Regions from separate parts of the Lactuca sativa genome. Here region 2 is linked to region 1. Evidence: chromatin contacts called from public Hi-C data. All regions are on one chromosome and are shown on one strand. Each heading gives the region's core, a stretch centred on a gene start, on an enhancer-like site or on the middle of the called end of the contact. The rest is flanking DNA. Distances are from core to core; before and after follow the strand shown. Region 1 holds the start of LOC111891854 (xyloglucan glycosyltransferase 4). Region 2 holds the start of LOC111891863 (protease Do-like 9).

Region 1 (7,643 bases), core at 3,060-5,559:
AACGTCCTTAAGCCTCTTGGACTTAACCCTAGAGAGCCTCCATAGCCTTAGTTCGTTCTTCTACTCCAGAGAGAGCTTGTGAGACCATTTTGAGATTAGAAAGGGTGTTAGTGGCCATTTTTAGTGTCATTCAAGAAGGAGAAGTTGTCAAGGAAGCTTGGAGTGACATTGGGCTTCTAGAATCTGCATCTAGTTCACCTTGTGGAGCTTTTGGAGGTATAAAGCTTGGACCTTTCCACCTTAATCATTAGATTTAGCAAGGGTTTTCTAGTTTTGTTCCCTTTATTGGTTTTGGATCTCCTCTTGTGAGTTGGGCAACTCCATAGGATGGAAATGTTAGATCTGAGGTCCCTTGGTCCATTTATAGCATAAAAATTAAGTTTTGGTGGGTGTTTTGACCTCATGCATGGGTTAATACCCTTAAAAATGTCTTAATGGGAGTGTTGGGAACATATGAGACATGCAAAGTCATAAAGTTGCCAATTTATGCCCTATGTCGTCTTAATAAGCTTAGATATGACTTTTAGACGTGAGAGAATCGAGTATTAAGCACTTAATGGAGAAAGTGCTTAATCTGTTAGTACACTGGCGTAACCTGGCGTACGCAGCGTGTAAGGCCCATGCTGTTTAATGAAACCCTAATTTCCTGGGTTTGGGACCTATTTAAAGGCCCTTAGGGTCGTCATTTGCAGCTACCAAACCCCAGAGAGAAACCCTAAAAGAGCTAGAGCGGTTGTGAGAGGAAAGGAGCCATTTCTTGATCTTTGTGGTTGATTCTTGCAAGAAGGAGGTGGCGCATCTGTGGATTTCAAGTAAAAGACTTCATCTTTGAGGTACTATATCGCCCCTTTATCTGTTTTGTTGAAGGAATCCATAGATGTAGAGTTTTCATGTCCTTTAATGAAAGAAATTGTGAGAATATGGCCCTTATTCCCTTTGAGACTTCGGATCTGGACCCATAGTGGTCTAAAGAGCTTATCTCAGCTTGCTTTATGTTGAGCTATGGAGGTGTTGAGCTTAGGATGTTATTTTTGGGGCTAAATCACCAAGTGAAACCTCCTAGATGTCCCATGAGTGTCAAGATTCGAGCTTTACATGTTTATCAGGCTTGGGAAGGTCAGATATATGGATCAAAGGAATAGATCTGACCTCAAGAGGTCAATTGAGTTTGTGCATGGCATGAACTCGTCGAGTCCAAGGGCAGACTCGGCGAGTAGGGTTAGGGTTTCCCGTAAATCACTCAGTGAGTAGACTTGCCGAGTTGGTGGAATAACTCAGTGAGTCAGAGAGAGATTAGAGGACTGGAGTTTAAGGCGGAACTCGCCGAGTTGATCTTGAGACTCGGCGAGTTGAGTCGGGGTGGCCCCGTGATTCATGCCAGGTGTGACTCATCGAGCAAGGGGAGGGACTCGATGTGCCAAACGAAACTAGAGAGTTAGTGGACACGTGTAGACTCGCCAAGTCGCCCAAGTGCACTCGACGAGTCGGGTCAAAGTTTGACCGTTGACTTTTGTTGACTTTTACGGTTTGGTCAACAATGAGGGCCTTTGAGCCAAAAGAGGGGTAAAATGGTCTTTTACCCTTCTGAGGGTGCCAAGAGAGGGTTGAGTCTAGTCCCGAGAGTTATATTTATGAGAGTATTTACTTTATATGATTAGGCGGAGGCTAGATCGTATTTCTATCGAGTCAGAGATTTACCGAGACATCTGAGGTGAGTCTTCTCACTATACTTTACCTTGAGTGGTAATTAGAGTTATGTGACAGAGTTATTGTATGCTATTTATGTGATGTGTTGCACTGTATTATTTCTATGTGATTTATGTCATGTGTATATCAAAGTATATCAGAGTTAGAACCGGAAGGTTCACAGAGCTAGGACCAGAGGGTCCACAGAGTTAGGGCCCTAAGGGCCCACAAAGTTATAGCCTCGAGTGGCTAGTATGTGTTATATATGGTATTTTGGGGAACTCACTAAGCTTTATGCTTACAGTGTTATGTGTTATGTGTTTCAGGTACCAGTGATGATCGCGGGAAGGTGCCGGCATGATTCGTACACACGCATAGGATTTTATGTATTTTGATCTTGGGGAATGTTTTGTGAAACGAAGATATGATACAATGAGATTTTGATAATAAATGTGTTTTAAAATGCGAAAAATTGTCTTAAATTTTACGGTGTTATAATAGGGTTGAACGTAAAACTTCGAACAATCAGAACTTCTTCATACGAAGTCAGATTTAAGCGTTCCATATATCTATGAAAATTGTATTAACGTCTACTACATGTTTATTATGATTATTTTGGCGAAAAATAATATATTTCTACTTCGAATTTTATAAAAAAACGGTTTATATTGAATTCCACTATAGATTGAAAAATGGGGTATTGCACCCGTCGAGTTCAACGGTGGACGGTGGACAGAAGAGAGTCCCATCAACATGACCTAATAGGTTTTGATAGGATGGTAAAGGCCGAATCTGATTTTTCCAAATGAGGTAATTGGATGAGGTGAGTTTGATGGTGAGAAAGTGGAGAATGATGTTAAGGGGAAGATCAGTGGAGGACGATGCCATGGCGAATAAGAGAAAAGACTTTGTCGAAGGAAAAAAGAAGAAGGGGGTTCGGCTAGGGTTTGGTGATCCTGACTGATACCATATGAGAAGTAATTTCCTTGATTATTCTCATTAAACATCAAAACATATATATGATATAGAAAGTACAACAACTATCCTAAGAGAAATGAATTTCAAATAATACAAGATATATTCCTATCTTTTGTCATATTTATCGATAATATGATACCATGTAAGGTATATGTGGAGTCTGATATTAATTCTACAAAAGAGTCATTTTAGATAGAAAATCTTTGACTCCATATATATCTTACACTTTTGAAAACATGTATCATTCCGAAAACAATGTTGTTAAGTAAATGACTGAGCAGTAAATAGATTTCAACAACAACCGAAATTCCTCCACCAAAGTTTGAGAATCCTAGTGGATCATAACGAATGATAGAAGTAAAAAATGCAAAAGGGAGTACAAATATAATAAAATAATAAAATAATAGTTTTGTTATACAGATATTCCACTAAATTAACCTAATAATTTAAATATCTATTCACAACTTTGAGATATTTTTAGGGTTTCATGCCGGATAAAAGTACACCACACTAGCAATTTGGTCATGTAGATATACTACCAAATTGATCTAACATGTTAGATTATCTATGTATAACTTGAGATACGTGAAAATGATATATTATAAAATATGTTTAAGATTTCATATATTTTTCATAGTTCCACGGTATAACATATGGATAAAAATATAATAATCTAGTTGTTTGGAAGATATACTACCACATTGATCCAACATCTTAAATAATCTATGTGTAACTTAAAAAAAGAGTGAAAATGACATATTGTGAAATGTGTTATATGGTTTGGGATTTGAAAGGATCCAAGATGCAAAATATAGGTAAAGAGATTGTAAACTATCATTTTGGTTATGTAGATATAATAGTTTGTGTAACAATGTATTGTAATAGAATTTAAGGATGGTTTGTAGAAGATGCTTTGTGTTGAGAAGTTTGAGAGAGGTTCAATAATGGGTTGAGAGAGATGTGCATAAATGTTTGCCAAAAATCGGGAATGAGAAATGAATTTCAATAGAGTTTTAGTAACGGTCCACAATATATATTTTTTGGAAACGACAAATGATTAATCGGAAGCCTACTCGCATATTTCAACGAGCATCCCGAAAAATCGGGAATGAGAAATGAATTTCAATAGAGTTTTAGTAACGGTCCACAATATATATTTTTTGGAAACGACAAATGATTAATCAGAAGCCTACTCGCATATTTCAACGAGCATCCCGGGTTCGAACTTCTTTACAGGGCAAACCCAACCCCCATAGGGATTTCCAAAGAAAATAATGAAACCTCTTAATAAATATTGAAAATGGTCCGATGAGAAAATGGTCGAATCCTCTTAGTAAATATTGAAAATGGTCCAAAAAGCAAAGGCAAATATTCTTTGTGTAACATGTATTATTTTTGTTTATTTATAACATGTCATTGTAATGGTAAAAACATAATAAAAATAAAAATGACTATGATGTAAAATAGACATACTATATATGTTTTATTTCCAAGATTACAAGTAATCAATCCCGAAAACTAATAATAACCATGATAATATTCCATAAAATTCAAAGAACTCAATTAAAATATAATAAAATAATATATTAGTACTATTTATTACGATCTGTGCTATAAATTGCATCCATAGATTTACATATATTGTGTCATAGCACATGATTGAGACCGAGATAGAGTTGACCAAACCCTCATACTATCTTCCTCACTCGTCTATCGAAAAAAATTAAACAAATCCTTCCACATTTAAATTTGCAGGCCTCTAATCGCCTCCTTGAACCTTCCATTTACATACTACAAAGTACAATCTCTCTTTTTCTCTCTCTAAGATTTTTGTATTTTGACTAATCAACTTCTGCATCCTTCTATCTTTCTGTACATTCGTCTTTAAGCTTTCAAGATCCAGATTTCACCGATTCTTTTTCTTTCGTCAGATAAGCTTCTATGATGTCTTAATCTTTGTACCTCTGCAAACCCTTTTGATCTTTCTTTGATTCTTGATCTTTTGTCTGCAAAATCGCAAAATCCCATCTGGGATTTGTGGATTTAGCTTCAAGAAAATGGCACCAAGTTCTGTGGTAGTCACAATAGACAAACCAAGCAACATCTCGTTAGTAGAAGTCGATGATTCAGAAACATCTGTGTTTCTTGAGAAGCAAAAAACAGCAAGCACGAAACAGTTTTCATGGCTGCTTTTACTCAAAGCTCAAAGAATCCTCTCTTTCTTTCCATGGTTAGCAATGGGGGTTTCCAAGACCTTTGTTTCTGTTAAAAAGCGCATTGCTTTATCAGATTCAAGCAAAGATGAAGTCAAATATAAAGAGAGGATTATGTACAAATTCATAAGAGTATTTCTTGCTATTTCTATTGTCGCTTTGGTTGTTGAAATCATTGCTTATTTACAAAATTGGGATTTGAAACTTATACCATCGGAAGCTATGGGACTTGTACACTTGTCTTACATGGGTTGGATTTCATTCAGAGCTGATTATCTTGCTCCATCCATCACGATGTTGTCTCAATTCTGCGTTTTGCTTTTCATGATTCAATCGCTCGATAGATTCATACTTGGGATTGGTTGTTTTTGGATCAAATTGAAGAAAATCAAGCCGGTGATTGATGATCAATCTTACGACATTGAAGATCCTTCGTCTTTCCCCATGGTTCTCGTTCAGATCCCCATGTGCAATGAAAGAGAGGTACCATTTTACCAAATAATTTTGAGGTTTTCCAGTCAAATCTAAGAAAAACCCATGTTTTTTTTTTATCGATCTTTTTGCTGATTAATTTTGTGGGTTTCGTGTAATGAAGGTGTATCAACAATCAATCGCATCTGCTTGCCAATTGGATTGGCCAAAAGACAGGATTTTGATTCAAGTTTTGGACGATTCAAGCGATGAACTTTTACAGATTTTGATAAGAAACGAAGTGAATTCATGGAAAGAGAAAGGAGTAAACATCATCTACAGACACAGATTCGTTAGAACAGGATACAAAGCTGGAAATCTTCATTCAGCGATGTCTTGTGATTATGTCAAAAACTATGAATTTGTTGCCATTTTAGATGCAGATTTTCAACCTAATCCTGATTTCCTTATACTGACAGTTCCGCATTTTAAGGTAACAAACCTACATGACTATCTCTCACCAATAATTGATCATGGGTATCCACACTTTCCATATTTAGCAACTTTTACTTTTTTGTTTTTCCTTTTTTGATGATTAACCCACACATTTAAAGATTTATTTTATTTTATTTTTCTAGTCTTCTTTGAGTCTAGGGAAAAAACCTAATGCACCATGTGATCATGGTGTTCATTTGTTCTTTCTTGATTCAAATGAACTCCATAACAACCATATTGTTTCCAAAAAGTGGTTATAACATTTATCTCTTTATAATAACATCCTACTCTCCTTTCTTTCTATTACAACATTATACTTTTCATCATTCTTTTCTTATCAAGACATTGTGCTTTGAAATATCTACCAAATGTACATTGTAACATGAAGAAATGAAAGATAAGACACTATAATGAATACGTTGCTATTTGTTACATTATCTAATTTTTTTGTGTAATTTTAGGGGAAACCGGATTTGGCTCTTGTTCAAGCAAGGTGGTCATTTGTAAACAAAGATGAAAACTTACTCACAAGGCTACAAAACATCAATTTGTGTTTCCATTTTGAAGTTGAACAACAAGTGAATGGACACTTTCTCAATTTCTTTGGGTTCAATGGAACAGCGGGTGTTTGGAGGATTAAAGCTTTGGAAGAATCGGGTGGATGGCTTGAAAGAACAACGGTTGAAGATATGGATATTGCTGTTAGAGCACATTTGAATGGATGGAAGTTTATTTATCTTAATGATGTTAAAGTTCTTTGTGAATTGCCTGAGTCTTATGAAGCTTATAAGAAACAACAACATCGATGGCATTCGGGTCCTATGCAACTTTTTCGTCTTTGCCTTCCTGCTATCCTTTCTTCCAAGGTTCATTTACAAATTCATTCTAATCTTTATTCGGACTTCTTCTTTTTTTTTTTATCACTTCTTCATATTACAAGTTTACAACGTTGTAACTATTATAAAAGAATTACCACATCATTGCAGTTTCATCGAAATTGAAAAAAATATATATAAGTTGCAAATATCCGGTTTTAGTGAACCTAAAATCCGCATATTTTCTATCAAACTTAAGGGCTTTTATGTCATTATCTCGCTATAATTAGGTAGATTTTCCAAAATATATGTCTTACTAAGAAAAAAGATGGAAATCAGAATGCTATAATTGAGTAGATCTTAGAAGTACAATTCCATAATAAGAAAAAAAAAATTAAGTAGAAAGATGTCAAAGTAGAATGTTATAATACTTTCATTTCTATTTCACATATATAACACTTGAAGAAACAATATTAACCTTAAAGATTCAATCTTGTTGCAGATATCAAAGTGGAAAAAGGCAAACATGATCTTCTTGTTCTTCCTTTTACGAAAACTAATTCTACCCTTTTACTCATTCACCCTCTTCTGTGTGATTCTTCCCTTAACAATGTTCATACCCGAAGCCGAATTACCAATTTGGGTCATATGTTACGTACCCGTGACAATGTCAATCTTAAACATTCTCCCATCACCAAAATCATTCCCATTCTTGATGCCATACTTGTTGTTTGAGAACACAATGTCAGTAACCAAATTCAATGCCATGGTCTCTGGTCTTTTCCAGCTTGGAAGTGCATACGAATGGGTAGTCACTAAGAAATCAGGGAGATCATCGGAATCAGATCTTTTGGCATTTGCAGAAAGGGAATCGAAAAGCTTCAGTGAAGACAAGATTCAGAGACGTTTGTCTGATTCCGGACTTGACATGCTTGGGAAATTGAAGGAACAAGAGATTCCGATTGTTGTTGAGAAGAAGAAGAACAGGATTTATAGGAAAGAACTTGCGCTTGCGTTCCTATTGCTTACTGCTGCTACAAGAAGT
Region 2 (7,643 bases), core at 2,914-5,413, 330 kb before region 1:
GCTCACATTTATTGAACAAAATCATGCCATGATATTTGAGATAAGATTATGATATGGGATCCAAGCAATTTGTTTTAGACATAAATAATCAAATGGACCGTCATTAAAAAATTTGCTTTAATTTACTAAAGTATTGGTGAAAAGATGTTTCTTTCAAGTTTCAACGAAAGATAAAAAATATAGTTTATAAGATCTTGCTTTAGCTTATTGAAACTTGTTGCATGCTCATTTTATGATATTGAACTCTTTTTATATTCATTTTAACCTGGAAGTAAATTTCTACCCATAATAAATTATTATCAAGCAGTTAGTTTTTTAGTTTTCAGCAAGTTTTTTATAGCAAATTTGGCGAGGCTTCTTTATGGTTTTTGGTTTACAAAAATAAAACCTTTAATTGTGATAAAAAAGGGTTTGATATTATATGGTAAATCTCATTTTATTTATAGTGATTATATGATTAATCTGGTTTTGATTTTTGAAGCTGCCTTCATAGTTGGTCTAACAATTTCCTTCCACTAACATGAATTCTCATAATTCACATTCCTGTTTTTCAAATTGGGAAATCAAACAACAAAGTCAAAATCTTTTTACTCCTCATAAAAATTCACTTTTTATAAAAGCACAAAACACCATGGTAAGAGTAGCCGCATTACATAATCAAAGTCAAAGCTTTTTACGAATTTATGTAAGACAAGGGTCAAACATGTTATATGTTGAAAGTAAAAGGGTCTAAGTTAGATCACTGGAAATAGCTGAAGGTATACAGTGTGTTAACAGAATGTCTCGAGTTGCCTCCTTTGCCATCTTCGTCCGTAACACCACAATCTACACAAAAGTCATAAATAACGCTTAGTAACATTTCTGACGTGGCATCAACCAATGATGACATGGCAATACAATTTATTGAACTTCATGGCCTCAGGATTAATGAAATAATTCCTTGTTTAGTCCCTGTAGTTTTTAATTTAAAATAATTATACTTTTATACCCTATAGTTTTTAATATGTATTAATTACAGCTTTGGTCCCTATAGTTTTTAATTTCAATAACTACAGATTTGGCCTCTGTAGTTTTTAAATTCGATAACTACAGTTTCGGTCTATGTAGTTTATAATTTGCATTAGTTACAGTTTTGGTCCCTCCCTGTAGTTGTTAATTTAAGATAATTATAGTTTTAGTCCCTGTAGTTTTGAATTTATATTAATTACAGTTTTAGCCCCTATTTCAAATTTTCAACAACTACATATTTTTCCCTATAGTTTTTAGTTTCAATAATTACAGTTTTGATCCCTGTAATTTAAATTTTACATTAGTTACAGTTTTAGTCCCTGTAATCCAAGGCATCCCCACTAACCTGGTCATATTCAAGGTCAAACTTGAGGAATTCTTCATTACAACTTTCCACCATATCTGCCAAGCTCTTCAGATTCCTCACTGGCTTGTTGTTAAAAGCAACAACCTACATAAAAACAAATAGTGAGAAAGACAATGACAAATTAACAATATATGAAAATTATGATTATAATCATTTGTAATAATTCCTTGGTTGTTTTTTTCTGTTTACCTGAGTATTTACTATTTCTTCATACCCAATATTGATATCAGCCACAAGCACCTGAAACAGAAGAAAAAAACTTTAATATTTGATATGATCAATGGGAGAATGAAAATTTATAAATAAATAAATTATTAAAAAAAAAACCTGGGAAACTACAATAAGTTGCTCATCAATAGATTGTGCCATGGCATGAAGATGTTTGTCCAGTAGTTTCACCGGAGCATCAAAATCATAATCTTTTCCATACTAAATCCCAAAAAATATTTAAAAAAAAAAAAAAAAAAACATTATAAAGGAAATTAAAAAATAAATAAATAAATAAAAGCACGTACCTCAGAGCGCAAATATGGGACAGATACAGCAGTGAAGACAAATCCTGCAATGATGTAATAGGAGGGGGGTTGGCCTCCAATGTGTGCAGGTATAAGTCTCTTGTGAGTTGCAAGTTTTATGTTGAATTCATGTATTTTTGATTTTCTAAGGATTTTAACAAGAGCTTTATCCCCTGTATATTTTTGTGAAACAAGGTAACTGAAACCGATACGCTCTCCATGCCTGAAGGGAACTGAAAACAATCAAAATGGAAAGCTCAGTAAGTGTTTATAGAAAAGGGAGGGGTAAAATGGTCATTTTTACATGGGCTTTACATGTTTGTTTGTGATCTAAGTGTAACTCAGGGACTGAAAGCGTTATGAAACGGTAAATAAGGACGAAATATGCAAAAAGATTCTTTTTTGGACCATACTGGAAAAATGATATAACATAGTATAGAATCTTTATCTTAAAAAAAATAAATCTTGTAATTTTGTTCAGAATAATAACAAATATATTAATAATTGTACCACATGTGCAGCCTGTAGCAGAAAGTCATAAACCAGCAAACAGTAAAAATATTTAAAGTGGAAAAGTTTTCAAAGGCTATTAATCATGATAAAGGATGATGAGGGCATTCATGTCTTTTGCATAGAGAAGACAAACATACCTGTTCCATCATTAGCAACATTAACCCCATCAAAGCTAAGGATTATATCAGAAGGATTCAAGACATTAGATTCTGGAGCTGTTGGTTCAATTCTTTTGATTCGAACACCTTTATGTTCATTGCCCATTCCCATTGACATCCTTAGATCTGGATTCTCCATCTTTTGCCACTCAACTCCAAGAATCGGGAACCCTAATCAATTCAAGATTTCAAAACTCTAAGTTCATGAAAAAACAAGATGAAATAAGTAGGTGAAAGTGATGGGAATCACCTGTGTATTCACCATTCTTCTCATAGTCTTGAATAAAATGCATGATAACTGGGGTTGGTATGACATAACCAATATTCTCTGCATCTTCATGTTTAAGAGACTGAAATGCAATACCAACACACTCTCCTTTGTCATTAAAGGCAGGGCCACCAGAATTCCCAGAGTTTATTGCAGCATCAATCTGCAAAATAATCAATAATCAGAAAAACAATACAGAGCAATGATAAATGAAATGTGAAGGGAGAGTGTGTATCAAGATTTCTACTTGCAAACCAAGAAGTTCGGTTGATCCATGAACATAAGATAATATCTCTATGCGAGAGACAACTCCACTGGTAACTGAGATTGTATCTCCTCCAATAGGATAGCCAACAACAGTCACAGCATCTTGTAATGCAGGCAAATCTCCGAACTCCAATGGTGAAATTCCTTCCCAGAATTCATCATCGTTCACAGTCAACATTGCTGCAAACCATGTAAAATTTTTTAGTTTAAGACAAACTATGCAAATAGATAGGTTAAAATAAACTTCATGGCTGATGATAAGCGAAGTGATAGCTACATTTCAAATATAAAATTGATGGTTTGTCGCATGTTTCTATTTATAATAGCAAAATAATAACCAAGGATTACGCATCAATGAATAAAATATGCACCGACCTATATCGCATTCAGTTCCGATGGCAAGCACGGTGGCCAAATACTTAGTATCGGAGCCACGTTTCTTAACTTTGACCTGAGTATGATGCTCTACGGAATGCGCATTTGTCAAAACTCTCCTTCCTCCGATGATAAATCCACTACTACTGGAACTATACTGCCTCTTCCGTTGCCATGGTAACGAGAAATTCGGTTCTGTATGAACGCAAAACACCTTAACCACCGCATCCATCGACGGAACAACCTTCCCGACGCTCTCCCATTGCGGAGGACCGTCCGCAACAGTCGTAAGGATGTCGCAATCACCGTTGTGGTCGCTATGTCTAGACGCTCTTCGTTCAGGAGACACAACAATGGCGACGTCATCAGCTTTTTCTTTTCCAGTCTTCCTACGACGTTTGGAACCACGGCGGTCGGATTTGGTAGTATCAGCAGCAGCGTTTAAGGAAGCTACGACCTCTTCCGCAACGGCGGTGTTTGAGTTAGGGTTTGCTTCTGCGTCCACTGCATTTTTAGGTTTCCGACCACGTTTTCTCACTGCTTTATCCATACTTAGCGTTTAATTTTCCGATCAATGGCGAGTACGTAACATACCGGCGCCTTTAGAGGTCTGGGAATGGCGGAGAAGGATTGGATTTTGATAATTTCCGGCAGGGACAAGACGAAGAGATGACGGAATGGGTTTGGGCTTCATACGTAACGTAAGCTCTATATTTATGAATTGGGTTAGACTCTTAACAGCCCACGTAACGAGCCCAACTGGTTTGATCCAGACCGGTTTTGTGACTTTGTCAGGTTCAAAACCACTACTGAACCGGGTTTTGATTATTTTCAAATTTTATAACAACATTATATTCGTTCGACTTTTAGTTTCATTATATTTTGAATTTTGACGATAACGATCTTATACCATCTTTATGCACATTCTCATTACTTGAGAAAATAATGTATTATATCTAGTATACATGTTAGTCACTAAATTGTTTTTTTACACCACTCAACTTTTTTCGAAAAGTATAATTTTTATCAAATATCATTGGTTATGTCAGTTACTTTGTTTATTTGGAAAAAAAACGATTAAATATTAATGATGTGGATATTACATGTATAAAATTAATGACTTGAGAGGCAATGTATTATACATTATGTATATATTAATCACTAAGCTATTTTTATGTACGGTTTACCTACCAATAACTTTCTTTAGATCTTCAAACACTATCGTTACACAATGTATTGTAGATAAATGTTGATTCGGCATCTACATAGATCACAAGGATCTAATATGCAATTGTAGGCTTATCTTTAAAGTGTAGGCCATGTAACTCAAATATGAACAAGGTTCCAACAATTTCATCTTTTTTTGCGTTTTCCAACTCGAATACGAAGGGGAAAACTGAAATTCCATGCAATTGTTGTCTATCATCTCAAATTAGAACATTTTGTATTAAAGATATATAACGAGGAAGGTTTCGGTGTGCCTTAATTCTATGATAAGTGGTTTTACATTCGATTTTAACTTATCCTCTTGAACTTTAAGTAAATAAACCATATCACATTAGTAGTTTTCAGGGTCTTTTTTCTTTTGCATTGTGCCTCAAACTTGTTTGCACCAATCATGCGTTGAAATTTATGGAACAAGGGATGCATGTTAGTCAACTTACATGTTGAATTTAAGCCCACTGTCATATATTAGATCCACCTCAACCATGTCGATAACAAATTAGTGTTTACCTATAATAGCTTGTTGTAACGGTAATCTTTTAACAACTGAATATAGTTTAATAGTAATCATGTATTAAAAATAATTTAGTGGCTATGTAACATCATGAACTACAGTTACAATTTTTATTGATTATATATTAAATTTTAGCTGGGTGACTCGACGAGTTGGAGGTCCAGACTCGTCGAGTAGAGGCTGAGTTGGTCGCGTGAGTTTTATGACCAACTCGACAAGTTGAGAGACCAACTCATCGAGTTAGAGCTGTTTGAGGAAACCCTAGTTAAAGGACTCTAAGCCTCCACCCCGACTCCCTCATCACTCTCCATATCCAAAGAACAAACCCTAGTAAGCTAAACCCTATCTTGAGTGTGTGAGGCTTAAGATGCTTATTTTGGTGGGATTCTTGAAGAGGCTTGAGGATTCAGGAGCTTGGATCAAGGGGGAGGCTAAGAATCTGTTATCTACTTCTTTTTGGCATCCTATTTCAGGTAACAAGTCGTTACCTTGATCACTCTAACATTAGATCCCCTTATTTGTGAGTTATGGCTTTTCTAGCTTCTTTTTTAGTCATTTATGATTTTGAGAATGATATGGAGATGAGACTTCGAATCTGGACAATAAGAGGTCCCTTGGACCAAGAGACACAAGCTTTATCAAGCTTAGGACAACCTACATGAGCTAATGTCCTTGTAAAGCCGTGTTTTGATGAGTTTAGCCCTTCTAGACCTGCATGGATGTAAAGCTTGCAACTTTATGTGGTATCTCAGCTTTGGGAGGCTAGATTTAAAGTTTGGAGTGGTGTTTCTACCTTAAAATGTTTGAATGAGAAAACAGAATTAAGGGACTCGACAAGTCGATAAGCCGACTCAGTTTCCCCGATGAGTCTGGACATGGGTAACTCGGCGAGTTGATGAGACAACTCGACGAGTTAAGTTGGGTTTTCGCGAAAATTTTGAAGGATCGATGGGGATTCGGCGAGTCAAGTCAACATGGACTGTTGACTCGAGTGTTGACTTATGTTGACTTTAGGGTTTGGTCAAGATAGGGATTATGGGGACCATGGAGTGTTAAAATGGTCTTTTACCCATCCCAATAATTGAGAGAGAAAATAACTTAGTTTATTTAGATTCATGATTAAGTGTTAATTAGAGATAATTATCCTATGTGTTAGGTGAAGGCTATTTCGGAGATTCGTGTACGAGGTTTATTGCTTGCTTACTTTCGAGGTGAGTCTGCTCACTATACTTTACCTAGAGTGGTAACCTTTGTGTGACCAGAGGGTCTTATGTGCTTATATTGAGTATTGCCATATCCTGCATTATGTCTTTGTGATTTATGTTGTGTATTATTTTGAGCTTACTGAGTTAGGACTGGAGGGTCCACCTAAGTTGTGGGACCAAGGGGTCCAACTGAGACACATTGATCGGAGGGTCTTATCTGAGTATAGCCATGAGAGGCTAATGAGATATGTGTGGTATTTTGGAGAAGTCGCTAAACTTCGTGCTTACCGTTTTATGTGATATGTGTTTCAGGTTCTTCTCAAGATCATGGGAAGGCGTCAGCTTGATTGTACACACCAGAGAAAAAGTTATGTTTTGAGGATCCTAAATAATTAACCAAATAATTATGGAGTTCCGTTTTGTTAATTAAATAATTGGGATTTTGTGAAATGTGTTATGAGAATTATGTGATTTTAAAAATGAAATTTTTGTTTGAAAATTTACAGTGTTACAAGTTGGTATCAGAGCTTTGGTTTAAAGGATTCGGATGTACCTTCGGGTGTGTCTGGACTCAAACTGACGATTTGAGAAAAAATTTCAAAATACCCTTACTTATTTGTGTTATGAGTTATTCTTGAGATATCAGTGATGCATGCTAGAGGATAAGCTAGGTAGTACATAATTTAGGGCTAGAGTTGCCTGATTTGTGATGTTTTAGCCTAATGTGCCTTGAGTATGTGCAGAGTAAGAGTATCCAATGGGAATCTTTTAGAGAGAGCTTTGAGTAAAGGAGTAATCTAGGGGGATACCTAGATGAGCATTTGAGGAACCTACTAAGAGAGTAGTTAGATACCCACGAGAGGTAGGGTTGCTTGAGTTTGGTGATACCTTTTATGTGTGAATAGAGCAAGTGTAGTTGTAACCTAGAGTGGTTTTACGTGTTGGTGGAGATTATTCGATGCCCGAATGTTGCTTGCTTTGTGATTTGTGCTTTGTGATTTGTGGAACTCTTCATGATGGGAGTCGGCTACTAAGTGAATATGACGATATTCAGGAGGTAGGTGGTTGGCATCATAAGGAGTTCCTCAGCATCTGATGACAGAGAAGTGTGAGGACCTAGGAAGAGCCTAGGGAGTGAACTTAGTCAAATGAGTACGCTGATAGAGGAGAGTATTCGCTGGAGAGCGAACATGCGTGACGGGATTGGTGATCGAGAAGGTTGAGAAGCT

What was found. Hi-C and Micro-C count contacts between places; a contact is called where the count stands out from the background.
Region 2: a Hi-C map of leaf shows a contact between it and region 1, with 4 times the contacts expected there. The contact joins the promoter of LOC111891863 here to the promoter of LOC111891854 in region 1. A contact is called at or near these places in 2 of 4 Hi-C or Micro-C datasets (both in leaf).

Annotation. Positions count from the first base shown.
Region 1 is chr4:401,230,212-401,237,854 of Lsat_Salinas_v11, reverse strand. LOC111891854 (xyloglucan glycosyltransferase 4) reads left to right here and starts at 4,309. Exons shown (of 4, transcript XM_023887917.3): 1 at 4,309-5,360; 2 at 5,473-5,781; 3 at 6,245-6,649; 4 at 7,101-7,643. The coding sequence starts at 4,722.
Region 2 is chr4:401,556,289-401,563,931 of Lsat_Salinas_v11, reverse strand. It overlaps LOC111891863 (protease Do-like 9), which reads right to left and starts at 4,163. Exons shown (of 9, transcript XM_023887922.2): 1 at 3,472-4,163; 2 at 3,077-3,276; 3 at 2,812-2,992; 4 at 2,541-2,732; 5 at 1,891-2,123; 6 at 1,703-1,804; 7 at 1,565-1,615; 8 at 1,355-1,459; 9 at 585-825. The coding sequence starts at 4,021. The coding sequence ends at 730.